Regions from separate parts of the Mus musculus genome. Here region 1 is linked to region 2. A link is a contact called in public promoter capture Hi-C data. All regions are on one chromosome and are shown on one strand. The core of a region is the stretch at or near the end of the contact, and the rest is flanking DNA. Distances in the headings are between cores, read along the strand shown.

Region 1 (5,487 bases), core at 313-2,812, 930 kb before region 2:
GTGTTCCTCCTTGCTGCCTGCCCTAGTTTCCCTCAGTGGCAGACTGGGATCAGGATGTGTAAGTCAAATAAGCCTTTTTTATCTTCAAGTTGCTTTTGGTCATGATGCTTATCAGTGCAACAGAGAGGAGAAGTAGGAGAACAACACACCAGCAACAGGATACAACCCAGAAGCTTGTTGAAAGTGCAGGTGTGGAGAATCCACTGCTGAACTTCTCAAGCAGAAACTACAGTTCTAAAGGTGCTGCCAATGGCGGATCATGCAGTGACATTTAAGAACTATAGGATGGGTGATGGGCGATCTTTAAAACTCTCTTCTCTTTGTATCTCTGTTATTTATATGACAGATTTATGTATATTCTCAGAAAGAATGAAAGGTTCTTGGCATCAGATATACATAACCATGAGTGTAGATGTCAGAAGATATCTCTTACTGATGTAACAGCACATACATTTAGAAATTTGGCCCTTTCCTGGGGCAAGATGTACTAGTGTTATTTGCAATAGTTTCCCTGCTTCTTAATAGAATCACTGTGAGTCATTATTGCGCTCATGATTGTCCTAAGTTCAAGCTCTTGACAATGTTGAAAATATTAAATGCTGTAACTGTACGTGAAATAAAACCTTCACTTTTGCATAGCATTCAGTATATAGCCAGCTCCCTCCACATTACATCTTCCAGTGCTTATGCACAAATATAGATTGCATAGGTTTGTAGAAAAAAATCAATGCTTAGAGAATAGGAATACTGAATAAATCAATCTCGTGAGAAATATTTGTGACTTGTTTATAGGTAGGCAGGGCAGTCACTATCTTCCAGCAACAGTGGAAGGGAATTTTGTTTTGACAGCTATTTGGTAACAAGATCTCTTTTAGAGCTACTTTTGTTTAACAGCAGAACTTGAGTCACTCGGATGCTCCAATATCATTGACTGCCGTTCACACGCCAAGGACTTGTCACTGAAATGACTGGCTTTCCAAAATGATCACTGTGTTTTCCAGTTCTTTATTTAGACGCTGTGTTTGCATGTGTTTGTGCATCTGAATGTTCTCTGCGAGCGTGGTCAACCAATCACTGAAACTGGCAGATGCCAGGGCCCTTCAATCAGCTTCTCATTGCTGTCCAATCTGGCTTCTCCCTTCCTTTCAGGGAATACATAATTGGACTGCAAGCCTGAAAGGAAAAGAGGGCAAACACATAGAGGTAGCAATTTTTCACTTCCACTGATCCCATTTTAGCAGTCAGTGTGACCTCTCGTGAAGTTCCAAAAGTAAAAATTGTCAAAACAAACCCTTTGGAGCTGAAAAATACTCAACTCGGAGAAGCATCTGTTCTGTGTTCTTTTAGATTCCTCCTCCCCCGCAACCGTGTGTGTGTGTGTGTGTGTGTGTGTGTGTGTGTGTGTGTGTGCGCGCGTGTGTGCGTGTGCATATGGGTGCATGCGTATGTGCTTGCGTGTGTGTGTGTGTGTGTGTGTGTGTGTGTGTGTGTGTGTGTGTGTGTGTAGGCGATTGCGTGCGTGTGCCTGTGTTGTTTTAGTAACAGGCTCTCTTTCCACCTCAGTCATTGGTTTGCTTTCAGAGCAGGGGCTTCTGAGTGCCTGCAGGAACAATTACTTCCAAATGACCTCCTGCATCTTAGCGGGGAGCCTTGAGACCACACCCAAGGTAAAGAGAAGTCTTTGCTTAATGCTTTCAGTAACTTTTAAAGACACCCAGTTCTGGTATATGCCGGAGGGTGTGAGGGCGAGCTACCCGGGAGCTGATAAATTTGTCTGTGTTGTTGAAATGAGATGGTATCTATAGTCAGAGAAACGGGCAACTGATAAAGACAAAACTGCTTGTTGGGCAAAGAAAAAGCCAAGGATTGCGCTTGGCATAGAGTTAATGTTTGAATGCTTGTGATGTCTTTTCTTAGTAAGAGGCTATTGGTCCTCTGTGCTGCGGGTGCCAACACGGTGGTGTGTTTGGGGGGCACTTTTAGGGAAATAGAAGAAAGAATAGCACACAGCCTGAAGCTGAGCAAAGGAGCTTACAGCCTGCGAGGCACTGGGGAAAACACCTCTCATGTTATAGCCTGTGCCACCGGTGAGAAGGGGTCAGTCTGACAAAAGGGGTATCTCAAGCCACTATTTTAATCCACTTAGTTCTTATTTCTGTTATTAAAATAGTTTCCCGAAGATCAGATGTTTAAATGGCATTGGCAGCTGAAAGTGTTAATTGCCAATTAAGAAGCGAATGCCATTAACTTGCATCCGCTTCCGCTTTGTGGGAAAATGATTTTTTTTTTTTGTCTCCATAGCGATTCATTTTGGGGCTCTGTTAGATCTGCCACACAGTGTGCAGTAAATGGTAAATGGCTTTCTTCTTCTTCTTCTTCTTCTTCTTCTTCTTCTTCTTCTTCTTCTTCTTCTTCTTCTTCTTCTTCTTCTTCTTCTTCTTCTTCTTCTTTTTTTTTTTCTGAGCAAGGGATTCATCAGTCTACAGGCTAACATAGATCTTCAGAATATTCCACAGTGTGGCTAGTGTAGCTTCAAATCCCATTCCATCAAAAGGTCCTTTCAAGTGAACCTTAGGTTTCTGGTAAGACACAATACAGGTGCTAGATAAACACAGTGAAAGACCTGGGTGCTAATTTTGTAGTACTTTCTTGAAAGTTAATATCAAAGGGTTGCCCTTTTCCTGATGTTCTGGAATATGCATATAAGGACAGGAATCAATCCCTGAGTTTATTTCTACTCAGTAGTAACTCAGTGAGGTAAGCCTTTAATCTTTAGATTACATATAACATATATCACATATCACACACATATATCTATATGTAATAAGTAAATATTATATATAATGTATTTGTTCAACTAAAATAAGGAAGTAGAATTGCTTCCCTACATTGATGACGATATTTCACTTAGGGAGGGCATTGAAGTTCCTGTGGGCAGAGTGTAGCCATAAAGTTGAAGGCCACTATCTTGCTCCTGTTCAATGGCCTTCTTTCTCATCGTGTGTTCATGTTTAGAAATCTCTCCATCATACTGTGAGAAGGGCACATCTTGTTCATCTATGTACTGGCTTCCTTTTGTTCTTGTTTTGTGTACTAAAATTATAACTACCAACTTTTTAAAAGACTATAGGTGGAAGTATCCCTTGCAGAATTTTGTACTTTAGAGATTTAAGACAAGACAAGCTGGACAATTGTGCAAGGCACTTGGGGAAGTAAGTTTAGATCACTGTATATGCTTTAGAAGATATGGCTACTGGCCGTTTATTAAGGGTCAATGGGTTTTGTACCTGTGGGCTATACTGAAGCCTTTCCTATAAATCTATTTAATTTCCTTTGGATAGACTTCAGGAGACCAAATCATTTCATAGGAAAATGAGGGCAAGAATAAGCACCTGGAAGTGAGGTCAACATATCATCCTTTCTTTCTTGATAACTATTAAATGACTATTTTGTCCAAAGGAGAAGAAAGGATAAATATTTTAATTATTATAGATAGTTATTTATTGTTGTAGCCAAATACTTGCCTAAGGCAATTTAAGAGAGAAAGGGTTTATTCTGGCTTGTGGTTTGAGTGTGCAGTTTAACATGCTCAGTAAGGCAAGGCAGCTGGAGTGTGAGGCAGCCTGCTAAACTGTACTGTCAGTCAGGAAGCAGAAAGAAGATGGATGCTGTCACCAATGAGGCTTCTCCTATCTTGTCTTTTGCTTGGAACCCCAGTTCACTGAATTCTGCTGCCTACATCCAGGTGGGTCCTCTGCCCTCATCAGTTAAGCCTTTCTGGAGGTACTCCCATAGCCACACCAGCAGTGTCTCCTAAGAGATTTCAAAATCAGATCAAGCTGACAAGGAATCTCAACTACTGAGTACTCAGTGGTACCCCTCTTTACACCGCTCTCCATCTCGGCAGGACATTGACAAGCTTAACTATGTAAGAAAACATCCCTAGGAAAACCTAGGAAGTCAGTAGCATTCATTATGTGTTGTTGATTAGCCTTAATGGCCTTTCTTTCTCGGTCCTGTAAGGGGTCTAACCTTTCTTCCCACTAAGGAAAAAATGGGAAGCACTGCTTTTAGATGATGAGCTACTACTCGTCAACTCTGACACGGCTATCGTAAAGAGATCATGACAAATAATTTTAATTTCTATGTTATATTTTGTTTATATTATTTCCATTCCCCAACTCTTTCAAGATATTTCTCATTTCTAGCCACACAACTTTGTAAACTTTCTCTCAAAAAAAGAAAAGAAAAGAAAAGAAAAGAAAAGAAAAGAAAAGAAAAGCAAGGCAGGACGGAAGGAAAGAAGGGAAAAAGGGAGGGCAGAAAGGAAGAAATAAGAAAAATCTATTTACTGGTGAGAATCAGGTATTGAAGCTATCCGCCCTCATTGTGTTAGGATCAATGTGATTTTAGCATAGTAGTGTTTCTTTTATGAAATTGGGTGCCCTTGCATTTGGTGCATAATAGTTTGCAATTATCCTAATCTGTTGTTTGATTTTTCTCCTTCAATATGTATTCATTGTCCTTTACTATCTCTTCTGATTATTGTTATTTGATGTTCATTTTGTCAGAAATTAAAATAACTACATCTGATTTTTTTTTCTTGGATCCATCTGCTTGGAATAACCTCTTCCATTCTTTTACCTGAGGGGATGTCTATCCTTAATGGTGAGATGTGTTTCTCAGAGAAAGTAAAAAGAAGGATTCTGTTTTCTATTAAAATCTGATATTTCATGCTCTTTTATTGAGGAATTGAGACTGTTGATTCTGAGAGTTATTTCTGAGCATTGCTTATTAATTCCTATCATTTTATTGTGGATTTAAAAAAATTTATTTGGTTAACTGTTCTTGGATTATTTGTTCCTTGAGTATAGTTAACATTCTCTTCAGACTGAAGTTTCCTTATAGTGTCTTTTGTAGAATTAAATTGCCAAAAAGAAATTTTTAAAGTTTATTTTTATCATGAAATATTTTTTCTTTCTCCTTTGATTATGACCAATAGTTTTGTCGGATATATCCAGCAAAAATTATACATATGTATGTATAATTTTTATATATATGACATATGTGGCTTTTCAGAGCTTGTAGGGCACCTTCCAGGTCATTTTGGCTTTCAGAGTCTCCATCAATATATCAGTTGTTATTCTAACATGTCTGCCTTTATATATGACTTGATATTTTTTCCTTCAGCTTTTAATATTATTTTTTGCTCTTTACAATTAATATTTTAATTATTATGTATCACAGGGATTTTCTTTTCTGGTGGCGTCTATGTCTATTTGATGTTTTGTATGCCTCTTGCTCCTTAGTAGATATCTGTTTAGATTTGGGAGTTTTTCTTCTATGATATTTAAATATATTTTCTGTGCCTTTGACCTCAGTTTCTTCTTTATCTATTCCCTTTGCTTGTAGGTTTGATCTTTTCATAAAGATATTTTTTTACCTGAAATTCTCTTTTATATTTCATCTAATTTTTTGTTAAGACTT
Region 2 (5,707 bases), core at 638-3,137:
CCACTGACAACTGTAACACACAGGCATGATTAATCATAGTAGAAGACTTGGAAAAGGAAGACAAAGTATAGACAGGTTAAATGCCATAAAATGACAGCTAATGACAGTGACTCAGAAATAGCAGATGGAGCTCATGTTTATAGATCGCCAATAGCAAGGAATCTCCAGGCACTAACAAGTATAAAGCTAATCAAAGGTGCAACAAACCTTCACAGTCGAAATGAATTGTGTAGGGAAAAGAAGACCAACTATTTATATCACAGAAAGGCCAGCTCTCAACAGGTACCACATTTGTATCAGTGGCTGTGACTTAAGTCCATAGTAGGCCTGTCCCCACTTTCACAGAAGGCAACAGTTCTAGAAGAATGGATGATTTTTTGAATGATAATGTTAGCATTTAAATGATCTTAAGACTCCAGTAAAATTAAATGTATGCATGGACACATCATTGTTTTGTTAGTTCTTTGAGAATTTTGTACTTCTTCTGATCCATCCACTCTGTCTCCCAACTTTTCTAAGATCAATCTCGCCTTTCCTACGTACTCAACTTTGTGTTCCTGTTACTTTTTTTTATTCCATCAAGGCTAATTTGAACTCAGATATTCTTGGATGCAGGGACCTTCACTGGAGGGTGGTAGATTTTAACCAGAGGATACACTCTTAGGGAAAATAAAAACAAAAAACCGGACTCTCCCAGGAGTTAACAATTGTCAACAGGGATGGGTACTTTGTATCCAGCTCCCCTCCCCATGCTGCGGTTTGTTCTGGCTTAGACCTGCACAGGTCCTGAACATGCTGTCACAACCACTGTGAGTTCCTATGTGCAGCTTTTCTACTGTATCCAGACGACACTGAGTCTGGATTCAGTGTCACTGATTCCTTCCCGTCATCGATTGCCTCAGACTCTTAGGCTCTTCCAGGCTTCTCTTCCCAAAATGATCCCTGAGCTGTGGGAGGGGGGCTTATGGTATAATGTATTCCTTTTAGGGCCAAACATCATGCAGTGTCTTAATCTCTGCATCTTGGCCAGTTCTGCGTTTCCACATTAACCGTCATCTACTGCAAACAGAATCTCCTCTGGTGCGGGTGAAGGGATGCATTAATTAATCTATTGCTGGAATAACTCATTAGGAGTCAGTTTAATACTATGTCCACGTAGCAGAATAGTAGGTTCTGCTGAGATGTGTTACATTTGCCCTTGAAAGTGCACATCCCGATTCAATACAGCCTTCAATTAAAAATGGTCCTCTCCTCGTTCTTGATAAGGAGTGGCAGGCAATGCCTTAACAATTCAGCCATTGCCAACTTGGCACATGATAAATACTGCGAGGCTATATTAAATATTAAAATATTTGGATGGAATGACTTTTGCATAGGCCTGGCCCAGGCTAGAGTGGGTCATGATTACTTTTACGTTTGCATCACTAAGACAAGCGAAGAAATGGATCTTCCGTTAACCATGCGTTGACCTTCCAGCCACATCCACAGGCTTATGCATACCAGTATAGTATAGAAATTGCACGTACAATAGAAGGCAAGTGATGGAAAAGGGACATGTAATCCACAAAGAAACAGGTTAAGGTAATTGTCTTTACTCCCCCCACCCTTTCCCGCCCCACTTTTATTTTCCAGCTTCATCTCTCTGTCCCTCAACCCTGGGGACAGCTGTGGGTTGCAAGCTAAGTGCTGGAATGAAGAGTGATTGAGCTGGAGCTGAGGTCAAGGAGGATCTCTACTCCAGAATCATTGCTGCAACCTCCCCTGCCATTTCCCTGGCTCTTAGGCAGCTTCTCCTGGTGCAAATCCCCTGCAAAGACACTGAAGCAGCAGCCCGAAGTTGCCGGGCGCAAGGCTCTGGAGGCATTGGCTCAGGAACTTTTCACGTCATTCCCGGCTCCAGAGCCCCTAGTCGCGGCGGCGCAGCCTTTCCCACCGCGGATCCTCAGTGCTCATGGGGCAGGCGGAGACAAGCTTGCAGCACTGAGCCGAACGGGACCAGTCCGTGATGTCCAGCACCAAACTGGAGGATTCCCTCTCTCGTCGCAACTGGTCATCTGCTTCAGAGCTGAATGAAACTCAAGAGCCGTTTTTAAATCCCACGGACTATGACGACGAGGAATTCCTGCGGTACCTGTGGAGGGAATACCTACACCCGAAAGAATATGAGTGGGTCCTGATCGCAGGGTATATCATCGTGTTCGTTGTGGCTCTCATCGGGAACGTCCTGGGTGAGTCTGGTCTCCGGCAGCCTTCCAAAAGGGTTGTCACCTCCCCTCAGCCCAGGCTGCAAGGCTGGGAGACCCCTCCCTTCTCCTGGGGTGCAAACAAAGAGGTCGCTGCTCTTGGCTGAGGTTTCTAATAAATTTTTTTTTTAAGTTTTCTGAATTTACAAACTAGGAGGGATCTCTAGAAGGATTATTCTGTTTGTTTGCAGAGAAAAGAGGGAAACTGTTTCTGTTTGAGAACCAAGAACACAAGCGCAAGGAGAGGGACAAGGACCTCCAGGTGGATTTGCTGAGTGTAGGGGAATCTGTAATGCTTTTGTGCAGGCTGGGTGGGTTTACTGGGGAGGACTTGCACCCGCAGAAACTGATGAAGTCATAAGGCCTTCGTGAGCTCGGTGGCACGTCCTTTAGCAAGGAGGCTTAGGCTCGGGTTAAGAAGTGGTAACGAAGGGGCAGAGTGGAGGCAAAGGCAGACAGAGGAGCGCGCTCCATCGCAAAAGCAGAATTAAACAGAAGCGGTGCCTGGAGCCGCAGGAGGAAGGAGGAGCATCCTAAAAAGTACCCCGGAGCTCACTCTCACCATCCATTCAAGCATTCATTCATGCATACATGCATGCATTCATTCATTCAACCAATGCACACCACCGCGCAAGTGGTTGTTATCAGTTTCAGAAAAATATTTTTACCAACTGATTCTTTTTCTTACAACAAGATTAAGCTTAATGTCAGAGTCTGTCTTGGTCTGTGAGAGCACAGGTTCTCTTGCGCGCTCATTACTATTCTCCCCACCACCATGTCTGAGGGACCAAGTGAGGGGTAAGGAAACTATAGGGACCGCGGTGATGGATTTATTAGGACAGGATGGGGAATCGCTTTCAAGACACGGAGCTTCTCCAGAGAGCTAGGGCTTAAATTGTGAATGGAAGGAGCATGTACCTTGATGAATGGAGAACAGGAGGCTTTTCGAATGCAGAGGGCAGTGTGGAGGAAATCTGTTGAAAATGACAGGAGGAGGCAGGCAGTTTGGAGACAGTACTACCTTCTCAATAAGGCGGAGAGGTGAGTGAAAGGAAAGAGGCTGGGAAGCTGGGAAGTAAAAAAACAAAGGTTGTAACTGAAATGAAGGGCAGTAAAGAACTCGCCAGGCTATCCATCACAACCAATGCTTTTTCCTTCTCTTCGAAGTCACAGTGTAGATAAGCTGACAGTTCCTGACTGAGAGGGGCTCATTAGGGAGAATATTAGTCATGAGACTAGAAATCTCCAAGAACTTTAGCCCTTTGTTATTTTAGGATATTTTACTTTTTTGATTTTTTTTAAGATTAAAAATAAAGAGAATCTTCTTAGGATACAATGAAAGTGAAGGGACAGGTGAATGGATATGATTCAGCCTCTTGTTAGAAGAATGGTTTATCTTCTGGTTTCCACCTTGCCATCTACAGAGTCATAGGCTGTGCACAGAGCACTCTGAGCTCAGCAGCGCTTACCGCATGTGGCACGTACTTATTGCTAAGTGAGTGGTAGACACTGAACATGTGCCCTGAGTATCTACTTTTGCAAGACCACTTGACACATGCTCTCTTACTTAAATCTTAAAATAAAGTACACCGAAAGGAAAAAAAAAAACACTTATTAGAGGACATGATTCATATCCAGCCTCATTTTTTTCTGACCTCAGATCCAGCATTTGCTACTGTAATTCTACTCTAGAGCTAGAAAGCTTATACACAATGGATTCTCTGTGCGGGGTTGTCTGCAAAAAGCTTCCTTTTCTCTTCTGCATCTACATACGCTGCCAGCAAAGTACCACTATGATTCACTTCAGTAAAAGCAACAACAACAACAATAACAACAACAACAACCCAACTGTCTAGGAAGAGATATTACTGCTTTTAAATTCAAGAAAAGTGGTGCTTTTTGGTTTTTTGTTTTGTTTTGTTTTAAGAAGAAATAGTTATAAACCTTCACCATTTCCTTCCCAGTTTTATTTCAGGCTTAATGTTTTTGAGAAATGTGTTCTTCTTTGATGTTATTCCTGTTTGCATTTCATAGACCCTCTGTTGCAGAGTCTTTGCAGCCTGGTTACATAGTTCAGACATATATATTTGCTGGTTGGGGGAAGAGAAACATCACTGAGGCTACTTCATAGAGTCAACGAAGACAGCATTGTCCACAGCCTGGAGTCTTGAAACACTTCCATTCAGCTTAAAAGAAAGATTTACCCAAGGAACTCTACTCTGTAGACACTGACAGCTATTTCCCCAGGGAGTGAATTACACCTGAATAACATTGAAATCTCCTCTGGGGGAACTGAAACTCCTACACTACTGACATATTTCCTGAAAGTTGGAGAGGTTTGGGTTTGACATTTAAACAAATGAGCACTGTCATTGCTTACAGACTTCTTGATCTTTGATGTCACTGTCAAGTCTGCAAAATGGATTGGAACAAGAGTTACCTTTATTGCCTCATGGTACAAATAGCTCTACTTAGGGTATCAGGAGAGGTGACACCACTCATGTGGCATAAACAAAGGGATTCCACTCATGCAGAGGAAGCATAACGCAGTACAGGCAGGTCTAATTACTGACCCTCAGGTCCATACAACACGTACACGTTCATGTAGCTGACTACTTGAAAAATATCAACCTTGTTGAACTTACAAGTGTAATGCCATTAGCTAGAAGTCCATTCTCTGACAATGTCCTTTTGTAAAATGATATAGCAGAATACTGCCTAAGCAGAAAAGCAAAGTCTTGATCGTCCAGCCTCTTCTTTCTCATCCTGACAATCTCTCACCAACATTATGTCCCCACTTCATTATAAGGATGCTCCTTGCAGAGATAGAAAGCAGTTTCCTGGAAACAAATGACAAAGTCATTCACAAAAAGGTACAATTACTGTAAATGGGAGTTGATGAGTGTTTGTGTTCCAGCAGAAAGTCATATGCATGTCTAATTATGGAACTTTAAGTCCTAGGAAGCAGTAGGTGGTAAGGTTCTATATCATATAAACAAGTCCACTCATCTACATATTTAACTGATATATTTGAGCAATATTATATTTATAAAATTGATGTGCATAAAAAGGAAAAGTCTTCATAACACTAAAATAAGTAAATTAGATATAATCTTTAGCCATTGTTCCTAGAGAAAAAACCTGGATGGAAAGATATTTCTATTCATTCAAATATTAAATCCCCACGAAAATGCTCAATTCTCTGCCACTCTTCCCCTATCTGAATGATATTATTTCACTTGGGAAATTTCAAATCTCCCTGTCATTGCCTCAATATAGAAAGAGTAAAGCATTCCAACAATGAATAATCACCTAGACTTGCTTCTTGCTGCTTGTGTGTCCACTATCAAATTCTGAACTCTCCTCATCTACCCTTTGCTAATTATAAACCAAAGCTGATACTAGCTGCCTTGTAAAGGTCATATCACAAATAATACATAAATTCTTTCCCCTGATAAAAAGAA

The links. Promoter capture Hi-C pulls out the DNA fragments that hold promoters and counts their contacts.
Region 1: a contact with region 2 is called in a promoter capture Hi-C map of hippocampal neurons, with 7 times the contacts expected there. The contact joins the promoter of Mlip here to the promoter of Hcrtr2 in region 2. A contact is called at or near these places in 4 of 39 promoter capture datasets (the 3T3-L1 cell line, cranial neural crest, hippocampal neurons and 1 more) and 2 of 9 other capture datasets (adipose tissue and embryonic stem cells).

The regions. Positions count from the first base shown.
Region 1 is chr9:77,247,927-77,253,413 of GRCm38.p6, reverse strand. Mlip (muscular LMNA-interacting protein) reads left to right here and starts at 1,562. Exons shown (of 11, transcript NM_001368955.1): 1 at 1,562-1,667. The coding sequence starts at 1,623.
Region 2 is chr9:76,319,803-76,325,509 of GRCm38.p6, reverse strand. Hcrtr2 (hypocretin (orexin) receptor 2) reads left to right here and starts at 1,887. Exons shown (of 8, transcript NM_198962.4): 1 at 1,887-2,228. The coding sequence starts at 2,006.